Linked DNA regions of Mus musculus: region 2 is linked to region 1. The links are chromatin contacts, called in public Hi-C maps. All regions are on one chromosome and are shown on one strand. The core of a region is the stretch at or near the end of the contact, and the rest is flanking DNA. Distances in the headings are between cores, read along the strand shown.

Region 1 (6,784 bases), core at 1,622-4,121:
GGCACCATTTCTCTCATCACCTTTCCTTTCCGTGTTGCTTCTTTCTGCTTGATCTGTAGCCACCTCGTCTCATATAGTAGCGTACTGGGTTAACCCACAGGTCGTTCTTGATGATCTGTTGAGGGGTGGGGAGGGGGAGAGTGAAAAGGAGTTCAAGGAGTTTAAGTCCTAGAACCCACTCACAATTTCTCAGGCACCCAGGGACAAGTCTTGAAAGGCTTTCCCTGGCAATGCCAGGAGGGGCCTCACCTCAGCAATTCTGTCAGCTTCTGGGAGGCTGTGATTGGAAAACCAGTTGAAGAAGCTTTCTCTGGTGTCATGGCTCCTGCGATTATAGGCCTGGGGTTCCTGGCCCCGGTGCCAACGTATTGGGGTAGAATGAGACACCAACCGGCCTAGAAGAGGAAGAGATACAGAAGGAAGGGGAAATGATAGTATAGGGGCCATAGGTTTATCCTGGGACTATCACTTACCTGAGCGGTTGCGCTGGAACTCCTTGACGATCACCATGTTTGTAAAGTATGGGTTTGTCTGGAAGTACAGCTTCATTTTGTAGCCCATGGAGATATGTCTGAGGTCCTGTACCTGCTCAGGGTGGGGTAATAGTGGTATCTATCCCTCCCAGGGCCCTTCCCACCCACCCCCTCACCTCCAAAGACCAGATTCCTTGGCTTTCTTCTTTGGCCTGACCTGAAGATTGGTCAAGTAGCGGAAAATGTCTCTGTCACGTTGGTTGATCAAGATTGAAATTCTGGGGTGGTTGAGGAACTGATGAGTGGAGCAGTTTAGGTCAAGGATTTACTGTTCAATGCCAGGGAGGGCAGAGCAAAACAGGCTGAAGCAAGGGGGGTCCTTCTGTGTTTGAGTGATGTCTGAGGAGTAGGTGAGTGCTTATGCAATGTTAAACCTCAGCATCAGGGAGCCTTGCCATGGTTCATATTTGCTGTAGGTCTAGATGCTAAGGGTCTCTGACCATGTCCATGTGATTCTTGTGCTTATGTTCACAGAATACTGTATGTCTGGGAGCTAAAAGCCCAAGTCTAAGTACAGATACATTTGGTTACCGAGGACCTGCATTTAAATGTTACATGTATAGGTGTTGATGCTCAGTGTCCACATAATGGATGAATGCCTCTAGAAGTCTGTGTGCTTAGGCCCAGTTGCCTCATGTCTAGATATGGAAGTTATGTATCTGTATCTACTTGATACCCTGTGCCTGACTCCCGAGAGCCTATGATCATGTGACACTTTTTAATCATGGGCCAAGTGTTTATATCTATATAAATTCTACTAAAATGTGTGCATTTCAAATGTTGCATACGTGTTTCCCTGGGAATGAGCTCAACAGTCACCAATAGTGGATTGGATTCTTCCTGTTGTACCTTTCCCTTCATTTAACCACTTGAGCCTCACAACCAAGTGGTCTTTCTCCTGATTCTTCAGGGTTCCATCCCATTTCTACTCTCTCCCCTCTAATGGAGAGGATGGTAGACAGATTTGGGATTTCTAGGTATCTAAGCAGAGACCCAGGTTTATGGAGCCTTGTGTGGTTTGAGCACGCTTCCCGAAGAGCTTATGCGCCCTCCCTCCTTAGTCAGTTCATCACCTGTACTCCCCCCTCCTCTCCTCCTTTCTCTATCTGTTGCTCCGTTTATGGGCTGTGTGCCTTTTCCGTTACCCCTCCCTCTTTTATTGTCTGGGATCCATTTTCTTTTTAAATGTTGCAATGCTACTCTTTTTCCCTTCTGCAGTCTAGTTTTAGATGCGATTTTGCCCTCTTGCCATCCCTCTTCCACGCCTTCTAGAATCTTCTAATGGGGATTCATCATCCTCATCTCTGACCCTCCCCCACACCTCTTCTCTCTCTTCCACACATCTCCCCTTCAGTCATGGGCTTCTGGCCCATGCATACTGATGAGAAGGATACTGCTTTGACCCAGAAGCCTGGGATATGCTGGATGATGAGGTCTCTGCGCTCCAAAAAGGGCCTTCGCATCTGGATGAATTTGCGCTTGAGACGCAAGAAGGCCTTGCCTGCCTTGATGTTCACCGCCTCCAGGTCCATTTGAATGCTCTCCAGGGCCTGCAGTATGCTCTCCATCCTCTGGGCACTCCTCTCTCGGCTCTCCTTCGCCTTCCTCTGCTTCCTTCTCCTCCTCCTCCGACGCTGCCGCCTCCTCACACTCTCCTTGTCATCCTCATCCTCATCTTCCACTATTATGATAGCCTCCTCCTTCCTCTTCGGACCAACTAACATCTGGGGCCCCCACCCTCCTAAGCTACAGGTTTCTAGGGCCTTCTCTCCGAGGCTGCTGGGCTCTGCAACCTGAAAGTCAATTGCCAGGCTTCCCCCAGAGATTTCTGAAGATGGGAGCGTTTCCATGATCCCTGTGGAAGGGGCCTCCCCGAACCCTGACTCCATTGCGTGATCCCATCCGGGACTCTCAGCACTCAGGGTGAAATACGCGCGGATCCCCCCTTCCTCAAGAATGACATAGGGCAGTGGTGGGGGCAGCGTGGGGCCCACCCCCCTCATGTCAGCCAGCACCTGTGCAGCCTCGGTTTCTTCCTGGGGTCTCGGACGCTGCTGGGGTGGAGGCAGGGGCAGTCGCTGGAGCGGTGGGGGTGGCGGGGGCGGCAGGTCGCGCTGACGGGGTTCCGAGCTGCTCAGGCGGGGGGTCTTGGCCGGAGGCCCCTCGTCCGGGCGGTCCATGGTGACCGCACTCACAACACTGGCTCTGCGGCTCTCAGACAAGGCCGTAGCCACCAGTCACACTTGAAGCGGAGCCGCCACACCTCACGCGACCAGCTCTGCTCACCACCTCGCTCTGACGTCCCCTCCCACAGCGCCTGCCCCACTCCCACAGCGCCTATCGCCCAGGCCCCGCCCACTCCCTGGCATGGCGTCTGCTCTGCCCGCCATTGGCTGCAGGCCTCGGAGCTGGCGGTAGCGTTCCCTCAGCCCCTGCCTTCTCTCACGCAATCCGCTTGCCAACACTACACATCATCATTTTCTAATTGGCTCCCTTCGCGCCCACCAATCATCAGGCTGACTGCCCCTCAGTGATGAGAGGAAAACTGCGGGGCGATTGGCTATGAGGAAAGCTAGGGTAGGAGCCCCCTCACCCTCAGTCTTGCAATGTTTTAGCCAATGGGAAAAGTACCAGTGATTCTGAAGACCACAAGACTAGGCCCGGGGAGGGTGGCTGGGAGTGCGCAAGCACCAGGGAACGAGATGTGCTCAAATGAAATCAGAGAGCCTCGCTATCATTCTCCCCGCCCCACTCCCCCAACAACTACGCACTTTTAAAATCTGTCCCTTCCCCCACCAGTTTATGCCTGTGGGGTGAGCGCTGTAGCCCCTCAGTCGCAGGCTGCTTTGAACTGCTAGTAGTTTAAATATCTGAGGTCTTTTTGCTTTGGTGGTCAGGTTTTGACATGGCTTTTTCTATTTCTGCAAAATGGCTCCACAGATGCAAAGAGTAACTTCCTCTGCGTCATTAAAAAAAAAAAAAGGTGATTCAACTAATGTGCTAGATTTTTCTAGAACTTTAAAATTCTCTTTGTCTACACATAATTTCTACCCCAGCTTTTCCTAAATGAATGCGGCTATTAATTGTACCCTAATATTATATTTTATTTTGTTTGTGATCAGAAATGGCTGGTCTTTGATGAGGCACGATGGTGGAGTTTTGGCTCTGGTTCTAGAATCCACATAGCAGGTGACTTCCACTGTGACTTTAGCCAAATCACTGCCCCTCTCTGAGCTTGTTTCTTCTACATTAGACATTCCTAAGGAGAGGAGATAATTGCCCATTGCAGCCTTGCTGTGGTAGCAGAGGAAGGAACCTCAGAATCCATCAACAGGAAAATGGATGTGATATGTGTTTTAGATGGACTACTAGAATAAATTTGATCTATGTATAGCAACATGGCTGGATTTCGCAAAAACAGAATGTTAAGTGAAAAAAGAAACAGAGCAAGATTTATAGTACAATACTGTTTATGTAAATTAAAACACATCAATACCATATATTTTCCACAGATACACATAAGTAAATAAACACATGAACGGTGGTTTGGAAGGACACACATTAAGTACTGAAGAGCGGTGCCTATGTGGGGTTGGAAGGATGGGATCAGGAATGGGTGATGAAGGGGACAAAGCAAAATAATAAAAGGACCTTGCATGGACCAATGATAGAGTGTGCCAAGAACTGAGTAATAGGGTCAGCTCAATTCTGTGCACCTGAAGAAATAAGTAAATAAATAGTAAATTAATTGAGTGCTTAGGGAGTAGGCCAGCTGGGTAGATCCCCAGACTTGGGCTTTTTCGTTATGTTATCTTTCCTTCTGAATTTAGTCAAAGCTAAACCAAGTCCCAGCTGTATACAGTGGAACCGTAAGAAGGACTTGCAGTTTAGGCTGAGCAGTTCCTCTAAAAGCCATTACATTGCAGGGGGCCATTTCTTAACCCCATTGCCTTCATGTTTGATCCCTCCCCTATTCCCAGTTCCTATTTCCATGGTGGTCTAATATAAGAAATACCTTGTTTGAAATTTGGGGTGAGGATTGAATCTCCAGACATTGGGAAGAGATGGGGTTCTAAAGTATTCTCTCCTTACCTGGTGCTCAGAAGCTGGGCCAAAGGAAGACAACTTTATGAGATGGGAGTTGACTCTCTTGACACATACATACATGAAAAATTTCAGGTTCCATCTCCTAAGCACTCTATTTCCTGCTGCAGGCACATACTAAGTTTTGTCTCCTCTCCATTGTGTGTATGTGTGTGTGTGTATACTCTATTTCTTCACATATATGTATTTGCTCACATATGTGTACCAGGCAAGTTTTCCTCAGAGGTTCTTACCCACACAAAGTCACACAGACACACACTATCTCATTCAATCATACCTCCTCATGTGATCATACACAGATAGGAGACATGGACACACACACACACACACACACACACACACACACACACACACAGAGAGAGAGAGAGAGAGAGAGAGAGAGAGAGAGAGAGAACATCCAATATAACATTGTTCATTTCACTTTTTCCATTTACAAAATCCAATGATGAATCCAGGCAGTTAGAAAAAGGAAACGGAGGAAAACCCTCCCGAGTTTACCCTATTTGCCCTCCCACCTTGGTCTTTGCACCCCAGCCCTCAGAAAGGCATTTCTATCATCATCACTGAGAGAATAGCCCCACCCCAAACACACATTCCCAGCCTCTCAGCTCCTCTGGCTTGCTTTTCCAGGGCCACTCCACAACCAGGGTCATCAATATCTCTTCTGCCTAGAGTGCCCCCTTCATTGCTTTTGGGTCAAGACTACCTCAGTTCAGGGCCTATCTTGGGGTAGAGGTGGAGTTTAGGACAGGAGTTTATAAGGAAGGAAAGGAGATGGAGAGATCACTGCCCCAGACTTAGGCAAAGAGTTCCAACTTGGCTCACCAGTCTGTAGAACTGGCCTTGAAGTAAGCCCAAAGTGGTTTTTGTCCATGGAAAAGAGGCTTGGGACCATCCACCTGTAAGAGTGGATGGAGAAAAAACTTCTGGGAAGGATGTTTGGGGCCCAACCAAGGAGGAGCTCAAGGACTGTGAGGCTTGGAAGGGACAAAAAGAGGTCAAGCAGAAATGGACTCAATTCCACAGTGCCTTGAAGTTTGTATAACTTTTGATTATCAAGGTCTCCAAAGAATTTTATTTTAGGGGGGAGTATTGTGAACCCAAGGGATAATTGTGGGGTTGAATTTAGCTCTGACCCCATGGTCTGGGCTCTAGGTACTCTGGAGAGTTCAACTATTTCCCCATGGGTGACTTTCCCTGTCAGCTTATACCCACATCATCCCTAATGGGGACTAAAGTGGATATATATTCCTAGGAGGAAAAGTTAGTTATATATTCCTGGAGGAAGCTTGAGTGAACGTAGCTAAGTTTGGTATATTCTGGTTGAGGAGCCCATCCCCCATTCTGCTCTTCATCTAGCCTGGGCACATCATGGAGGCTCTTCTTTGTATGCTCTTGGCTTCTCAAACAGCCTCAAGAAACACCTGTGAAGTCTGGACATGGTAGGGAGGGATTGGAGATTGGGCTTTGGACCAAGGTTAGCCAAAAACAACATTGCACATAGCACATAGCAATTTAAACATCCTTGCTCCCAAGGAATATAGCACCCCATTTGGTCCCTCTTGTCTGAAGACTTAAGCCAATATTTCCTAAACATCCAAGTCTTGCTAAAGGATTTGGAAGGGGAGGGTGAATGGGAGCCCAGGGGACGATACGATCTCTGGGAATCTATTTTACAGGAGAAACTTCCCATTTCTTGACAATGTCAAAAGGGGGGACATTTAAGCAAGAGAGCCTACTTCCTCAGCTGTTATTATTAAAAACCCTGCATTTTCAGTTTGTTTTCATTTACTGAATCATTACTTTAGAAAGATAGGAGAGGGGAGAGGGAAGGGAAGGCAGGGAGGGCATGGGAAAAGGAGATTGTTGAAGTGGAGGAGGCTGCGGGACAATCCCCACAAAACTAGAAATGCCTCTTTTCCAGTTCCTCACCCCGTTTCCAACCCTAGGGAGGTGTTGGCGAGTTGCCTCAGTTATGGATGGTTTGAGAGCCTGGACTGAAGCTTGAAAGAGAAGGCTTCTGTATGGGTCCCACCCTTCCCCTGCTGCTGGCCCCCGTATGGTGATTCTGACTTTCCCCCTGCCTATCACCTACGGGCTTGCTTCACATGACACAGTAGGGTTCTCTGGGAGCTGGGGCACCTCCT
Region 2 (6,784 bases), core at 1,639-4,138, 230 kb before region 1:
AAATAGCCATATAGTCTCTTTAAACATTAGTTTTACTGTCTGGCTACATCATCTGTTTTTTTTAAAGGAAATAAAATTAAGTCATGACTTGAAAGCAGATTTATAAGCTCTAAAATGCTACACAAATGTAAACGGCTACTATTTATCTGGCCATATGAGCCTGGAGTCTTTTCTGCCAGAGACCATAATTTTCTTAGGAATTAAAATTGAGCTAAGCATAGTGGCATATGCTTATAATCTCAGTGCTTGGAAAGTGGATACACAAAGATGTTCTGTATGGTACAGGGAATAACCTATGCCAGCCATATTTTAGGGTTAGAATGAATAAATTTAAGGATATAGCAAGCCAAAGTAAAATAATAAATAGCAAATGATTGATAGATAGATAGCTAGCAAAACAGCAACTTAGATGCTCAAAACATCCAGTAGACAACAACTGAGAAAGCCCCCCTAAGGCAGTCAGATGACCTTCACCATAAAGAGATTCCCTTGGGTGAGGCTTCCAAGTAAAAACAAAACCAAAAGACCAAATAGCAATAGAAAGAGATAACATCACTAAATTATCTCAAGACATCTGGCAGAAACTGACGTAGGACCTTGAGGCAGTCAACTGAAGTTCCTCATTGTGCTTTCTCTCCTTGGCTGTACTCCCAATGATAGAACTGTCCATGGCCGAAACTGCACTCTGCTCTTCCACTGTAGGCATGTTAAATACTATGGAATGAATACTAGTTACATCAATTAGAAATGGTTTACCCTCTAGTTATTTTTAAGGGCACAGTATTTTAACTCTTTGGCTGTTTTGTGATTGTTGTCTCTCTCTGTCTGCCTCAGAGTGAGGCAGGAGAGCCCATCCTGAATCAAGTGAACTTGGAGGACAATTTGAGACAAATATACTTTAATCTGAAATGACTCTGGAACAATCCCAATTTTAAACTTAGCTTCTTAGTGAATGCAAACAGTACATGGCAATTTACCAATGTATGTTATCGAAGACAGAGAGTTTGAGGATACTTTGTATTACATAGTGAATTCTGGGTCAGCCTAGATCTTTCCTCAAAAAAGAAAAAAATATCCAAGCTAACTGTGCTGTAATCTCAGTACTAGGGAGATAGGGACTTGATGATCAAGGTCACCACTGGCTGCACAGGGAGATGAAGGCCAGCCAGAGCTACATGACCCTATCTCAATAAAGAAAAGGAAAGAAGGAAAGAAAGATAAAAGAAATTAATCTGGGTGGAAGTCAGAGGCAGGCAGATCTCTCTGAGTTCAAGGCCAGCCTTGTCTACAGAAAGATTTCTAGGACAGCCAGGGCTACACAGAGAAAACTTGTCTCAAAAAAACAAAAACAAACAAAGAAAAACAGAAGGAAAAAAGAAAGAAAGAAAAAAGGAAGAAATGAAGGAAGGTAGGGAGGGAGGGAGGAAAGAAGGGAGGGAGGGAGGGAGGGAGGAAGGAAGGAAGGAAGGAAGGAAGGAAGGAAGGAAGGAAGGAAGGAAGGAAGGAAGGAAGGAAGGAAGATTATATTTTATATTGAGAAACCTTTCCATGTATTAGGGGATTCTAGGGCAGTCCTTTGGCAAATGATTCTAAACTTACTATAACTTATATTTCTTAGTAGCTATGATAAGTAGCCTTTAGGAGGCCCTCAACAATTCTTACATTTTTTTTTAATTCTTTAATCCTTTTTTACAGTCCAGTCTTCATCCCCCTCCCAGTCTGCCCCCCAACCACTCCCTATCCCATACCTCTTCCACCACCCCCACCCCTATCTCCAAGAGGATGTTCCCCCCAACACACACACACACACTCTCACCTCACCAGAACTCCCTACTCCCTGGGGCCTCCAGTCTCTAGAGGGTTAGGTGCATCTTCTCTCACCGAGTCCAGACCCGGCAGTCCTCTTCTGTATGTGTGTTGGGGGCCTCATATCAGCTGGTGTATGCTGCTTGGTTGGTAGCTCAGCCTCTGAGAGATCCCAGGGGTCCAGGTCAGTTGAGACCGCTGCTCTTTCCAGGGGGCCACCCTCCTCCTCAGCTTCTTCCAGCTTTTCCCCAATTCAATCACAGGGATTCCTAGCTTCTGTCCATGGTTGGGTGCTAGTATCTGCATCTGGCTCTTTCAGCTACTTGCTGGGCTCTCGGAGGGCAGCCCTGATTCTTACTTTTTTAAAGATTTATTTATTTATTTTTATGTATGTGAGTACACTGTAGATGTACAGATAGTTGTGAACCTTTATGTGGTTGTTGGGAATTGAATTTTAGGACCTGTGCTAACTCCAGGCAGCCCTGCTAGCTCTGGCCAACTCTGCTCGTTCAGTCCCTGACTGCTCCAGCCCAAAAATTTATTTATTATTATACATAAGTACACTGTAGCTGACTTCAGACACACCAGAAGAGGGCATCAGGTTGCATTACAGGTAGTTGTGAACCATTATGTGGTTGCTGGGATTTGAACTCAGGACCTTCAGAAGAGCAGTGTTCTTACCTGCTGAGCCATCTCTCCAGCCCCTGATCCCTACTTTTGATATTGATGTTTATGTGTAATCCCTTCCCTGTGGGTGTGAATTAACATACAGACTAGTGTACAATTCGTGTATATGACAAAGGTGATGGGATTTGACTTAAGTGTTTAGATTACATAGAACTAAGACTTCTATCTTGCTAAACAATGATTCTTTAACTTTGTGGTGTGTGTGTGTGTGTGTGTGTGTGTGTGTGTGTTTTACAGGATAGCAAACTCAAGGCCTCTCACATTCTATCAATTGCTTTACCTCTGACTTATACTCCTAGTTCCTTTGTTAGCTTTGATGAAGCAAGTTGCTATGCTGGCAAGGTCATGTGCCAGGAAACTGAAGACCAGGAACTGTGGGGGGGGGGGTCACAGTCCAACAGTCAATGAAGAATTGAAAATATGACAATAACCACCTGATCTTGGTGTGGTCCTTCCTCTACTGATTCTTCTAGTGGTCCCTAAACCTTGACTAACACTTTTATTGTAGTCTTGTGAGGCCCTGAGGCAGAGAACTTGAGGTAAGATGTGCTTAGATTCCTGACCCATAGAGACTATGAAGCAAATAGGGTTGTTGTTCTAAACAACTAAATTTGTGTATGGTACTCAGCAATAGATACTACAATAACCACCTCTTACACACATTCTTCTGCTCTGTTCTTTCTTGTATTTCATACAGCTCTATATTTCCCCTCCATTAAGCTATACTTAAACTTCTGTATTTCCTTCTAAACTTTGTCATTGTATCCTTCTGGAAACCTCACTGGACAGTTAAGGGGCTCCCTTATAGGTTATAAAATATGTGCATAGAGCTGATGAGATGGTTCAGCAGGTAATGGCACTTGCCACTGAACCAACAGTCTGAGCTTAACACCCAGGATACAATATGAAGGATCCTTTGACCCTTCATACAATAGCTAGATAAATACTGTAATAAAATAAAAATATGGGAAATGATCACTATTTATAAAAATGTTAATATTCTTCAAATTAATTCATAAACTTCATGAAATTCAAATAATTTTACATTGATCTTACATATATAAATTGTATCCCTTTGGAAAGATAAAGATCTAGAAATAACTGGGAAAATTCTGAGATGACTAATGAGTAACCATCCGTCTTAGCACTTAATGAAAGAAAGTGTGAGGCTGTAGAAATTAAAGCATAGCGGTACTGATTCAAAACAGAAAACTAGATTAATGGAATACAGCAGAATGCTTTTAAAAATTAGATTCATGAAGAATTTAGCATATTAACAATGATGAATTTATTTGTGAAAAGATAAATTGTGCAATTTACTTGTGATTTGGCAAAAATAGTCATATCTCTATCTTATTGCTTATGCACAAATAAACTCCAAGTGTTCCAAAAATATAAATATTAAGGGCTGGAGAGATGGCTCAGCGTTTATAAGCACTTACTGCTCTTGCTGAAGACCCAGGTTAGGTTCTCAGCACCCATGTGTTAGTTCACAGCCCTCTGTAATGACAGTTCCAGGGAATACAACATCCTCTTCTGGCCTCTATTGGCTCCCTCATGAGCACTAATGTTACTGTTATAACTAATAACATTACATATAACTAATAACAGTAACATTAAATTCTATTGGGATATAATTTGCATAAAACAAAATGCTCACATCTTAGTGAAAAGTTCAATCAGTTTCAATTAAAAACACGAACCCATGTAACTCACATCTCTATCAAGATACATAGTATTTCCATCCTCCTAATTACCCTTCAAAATCAGCCTTCTTGCCGATGTCCTATTGTTCCTTACTTGTATATATGTGATTTCAAGGCTGAGCAGTTGGTATTAGACAACCAATTTCGAGGCTCTTCCCTGGAGAAGACTGGTTCTTCTGCTCTCAGCACTCCTTAGTTGCCTGTAGTTCTTTGTCTAGGGTTGAGGCCCCATGAGCTTTTCTCATCCCGTGGTAGCATGTCTATCACTGTTGTCCTTGTTCAGGTCATGTTTAGGTAGCCATACTGTAGAGACTTCATGGATGTAGCTTCTCTGACATTTCTAGGAGACACAATCTCACAGTAAACTCCCTCTTCTTACAATCTTTCCACCTCCTCATGTGTAGGAGTTGTGTTGTAGATGTATCCCATTGGACCTAAACTTCACAACTCTGCGTTTTGATTGGTTGTGGTTTTCTGTAATGGTCTCCATCTCTTGTACGGAGACGTTTCTTTGATGAAGGACAAGACTTCCACTTATCTGTGAGTAGAAGGATAAATACTTAAAATGTAGCTAGGAATTACTCTGGTTTAGGAAAGTGATGGTAGTGTAGTTTCCTCCAAGATCCATGATCTCACTAGGACTAGACTAGGTTTTCAGTGCCAGGAATGATTTCCTTTTTGCTGAGTGGTCCCTAAGTCTAATAGACAGCTATTGGTTACTGCATACCTTGGCTGAAAGTCTGAGATCCAAGGGCAGGTTCAGTGTTTGATGAGCATCCATCCTTTATCTGTGGGCCTCTTTTTTTTTTTTAAACACATCCTCACATGAATAATGGACAGAAAGGAACTTACAAGATTTCTCAGGCCTCCTTTATAAGATCACTAATCACATTCATGAAGGTGGAGTCTTCCAAAGGCCTTACTTCTTAAAACCAACACCATGTGGACTCAACATATGAATTTTGGGAGAACACATTCATGGCACAAAGAAATTTGTGGATGTCAAGATAAGGATCTTGATAATAGAAAGAATACTCTGGATTGATTGGGTAGGCTCAATCCAACTACAAGGGTAATTACAAGTGAAGGAGAAAGGAGAGTTAGAGAAATGTAACAAATTATGGAAATAAGAGAGGGAAAGAGAGGGGAGAGGAGACAGGAGGGGAAAGTGGAGAAAGAAGAGAAATAAAAACTTTACATTTCTGACTTTGAAGAAAGTGGTCATAAACCAAGGAATGTGGGAAGCCTTTAGAAGTTGGAATTGGCAAGGAAAGAAATACAGAAACACTCCCCCTAACATTAAAGAACATGTCCTTTGCTTTTAGCCCTGAAAACCCATTTCAGGCTTCTGACCCCCAAAACCGAGGATCGAACCCAAGGCCTTGTGCATGCTGAGCATGCTTTCTTTTTTACATTGATTTATTTAGTGTGTGCACATGTGTGCATGTGTCATGGTGCACATATGAAGGTCAAAGGACAACTTGTGGGAGTCAACTCTCTCCTTCCATAATGTGGTTCCCAAGGATTGAATTCAGGTTGTTAGGTCTGGTGGCAAATACTTTTACTTGCTAACCCATCTTACTGACCCTGAGTATGTTATTTTAGCCATGATTGTGGTCATTGGTTATGCCAGAGATATGAAACTAATACAAATAGCTAAAAAATATTAAAACTATATAAAGTGTATTGTGGAAATTATTGTTAATAATCTGTCCTCATTCAGCTGTTCCCCTTGAACTCCGTAGAGTAAATATTTGTATTAACATCTAGTATATTCATTGCTTCTTCATTTTCTCCTGGCTTGAATATGTATATATTTGCGTGTATGCATTTGGAGGCCACAGGAAAACCTCAGGTGTCATCCATAGGAGGCACCTTCTTCAAGGCAGTCATTCATTGACTCAGAACCCATCAACTAGGCTAGATTGGCTGGTCAGTGGGTCTCAAGAATTCTGATGTCTGTCTCTGCAATATTGGCATTACAAGTGTAGGCTACCATATCTGTCATTTTTATATGGGCTGTGAGGATTGAATTCAGGTCACTGTGCTTGCAAGGTCCGTATTCTATCTAGCAACTGAGCCATTCCTCACTCCTATATGTAAACATATTTTCTTACTTTCTGCTTTTGTACACAAGGATAATCCCATATACAGACTTTTGCTTACTTTTCTTCAGATAACAATACAAGGTAGATAAATTAACCATGTAAAGTTAAACATTTGTCAAATAATATCCCAAGATGAATCAAGGGATAAACTTGGGGAAATATTTGTACAAAACCCACACTAACATTCAAAAGCTGATTATTCATTGATAGAAAATTGCTCAAGTAAATTATATTGTGTTTATAGAATGATTTCAAATACACTGTAACAAACAAGGCACTTGCAAAATAACAACCCTTTGTATATACAAATTCTTTGTTTGTAAATAGCATAGAAAATTGAAAGAGTATGTAGCAAATTATAAGTAATGATTATTTTGGGGATTATAAAGGATTCTTTATTTTCTTCATTAAATATTTGTGTAGTGTTCAATTTTTAATATGTAGTATCACTTTAATTATCAGAAAAGGTTAAATCAA

What was found. A called contact is a pair of places that touch in the nucleus more often than the background predicts.
Region 2: a Hi-C map of B cells shows a contact between it and region 1, with 16 read pairs. The contact joins the enhancer-like site here to the promoter of Tspyl2 in region 1. A contact is called at or near these places in 3 of 39 promoter capture datasets (erythroid cells and liver), 1 of 484 Hi-C or Micro-C datasets (B cells) and 2 of 9 other capture datasets (adipose tissue and pancreatic islet).

The regions. Positions count from the first base shown.
Region 1 is chrX:152,339,613-152,346,396 of GRCm38.p6, forward strand. Tspyl2 (TSPY-like 2) reads right to left here and starts at 2,872. Exons shown (of 7, transcript NM_029836.4): 1 at 1,928-2,872; 2 at 691-768; 3 at 474-585; 4 at 250-395; 5 at 21-115. The coding sequence starts at 2,713. It overlaps Gpr173 (G-protein coupled receptor 173), which reads right to left. Exons shown (of 4, transcript NM_001359449.1): 4 at 3,986-6,784. The coding sequence ends at 6,742.
Region 2 is chrX:152,114,558-152,121,341 of GRCm38.p6, forward strand. No RefSeq gene overlaps it. Among named protein-coding and RNA genes, the nearest start is that of Gm15266, 6.5 kb to the left of the region's middle. Within about 2 kb of position 2,889, at least 2 of the 459 cell types and tissues checked have an H3K27ac peak or open chromatin away from gene starts, as enhancers often do. A contact at or near this core is called in B cells, where this site is marked.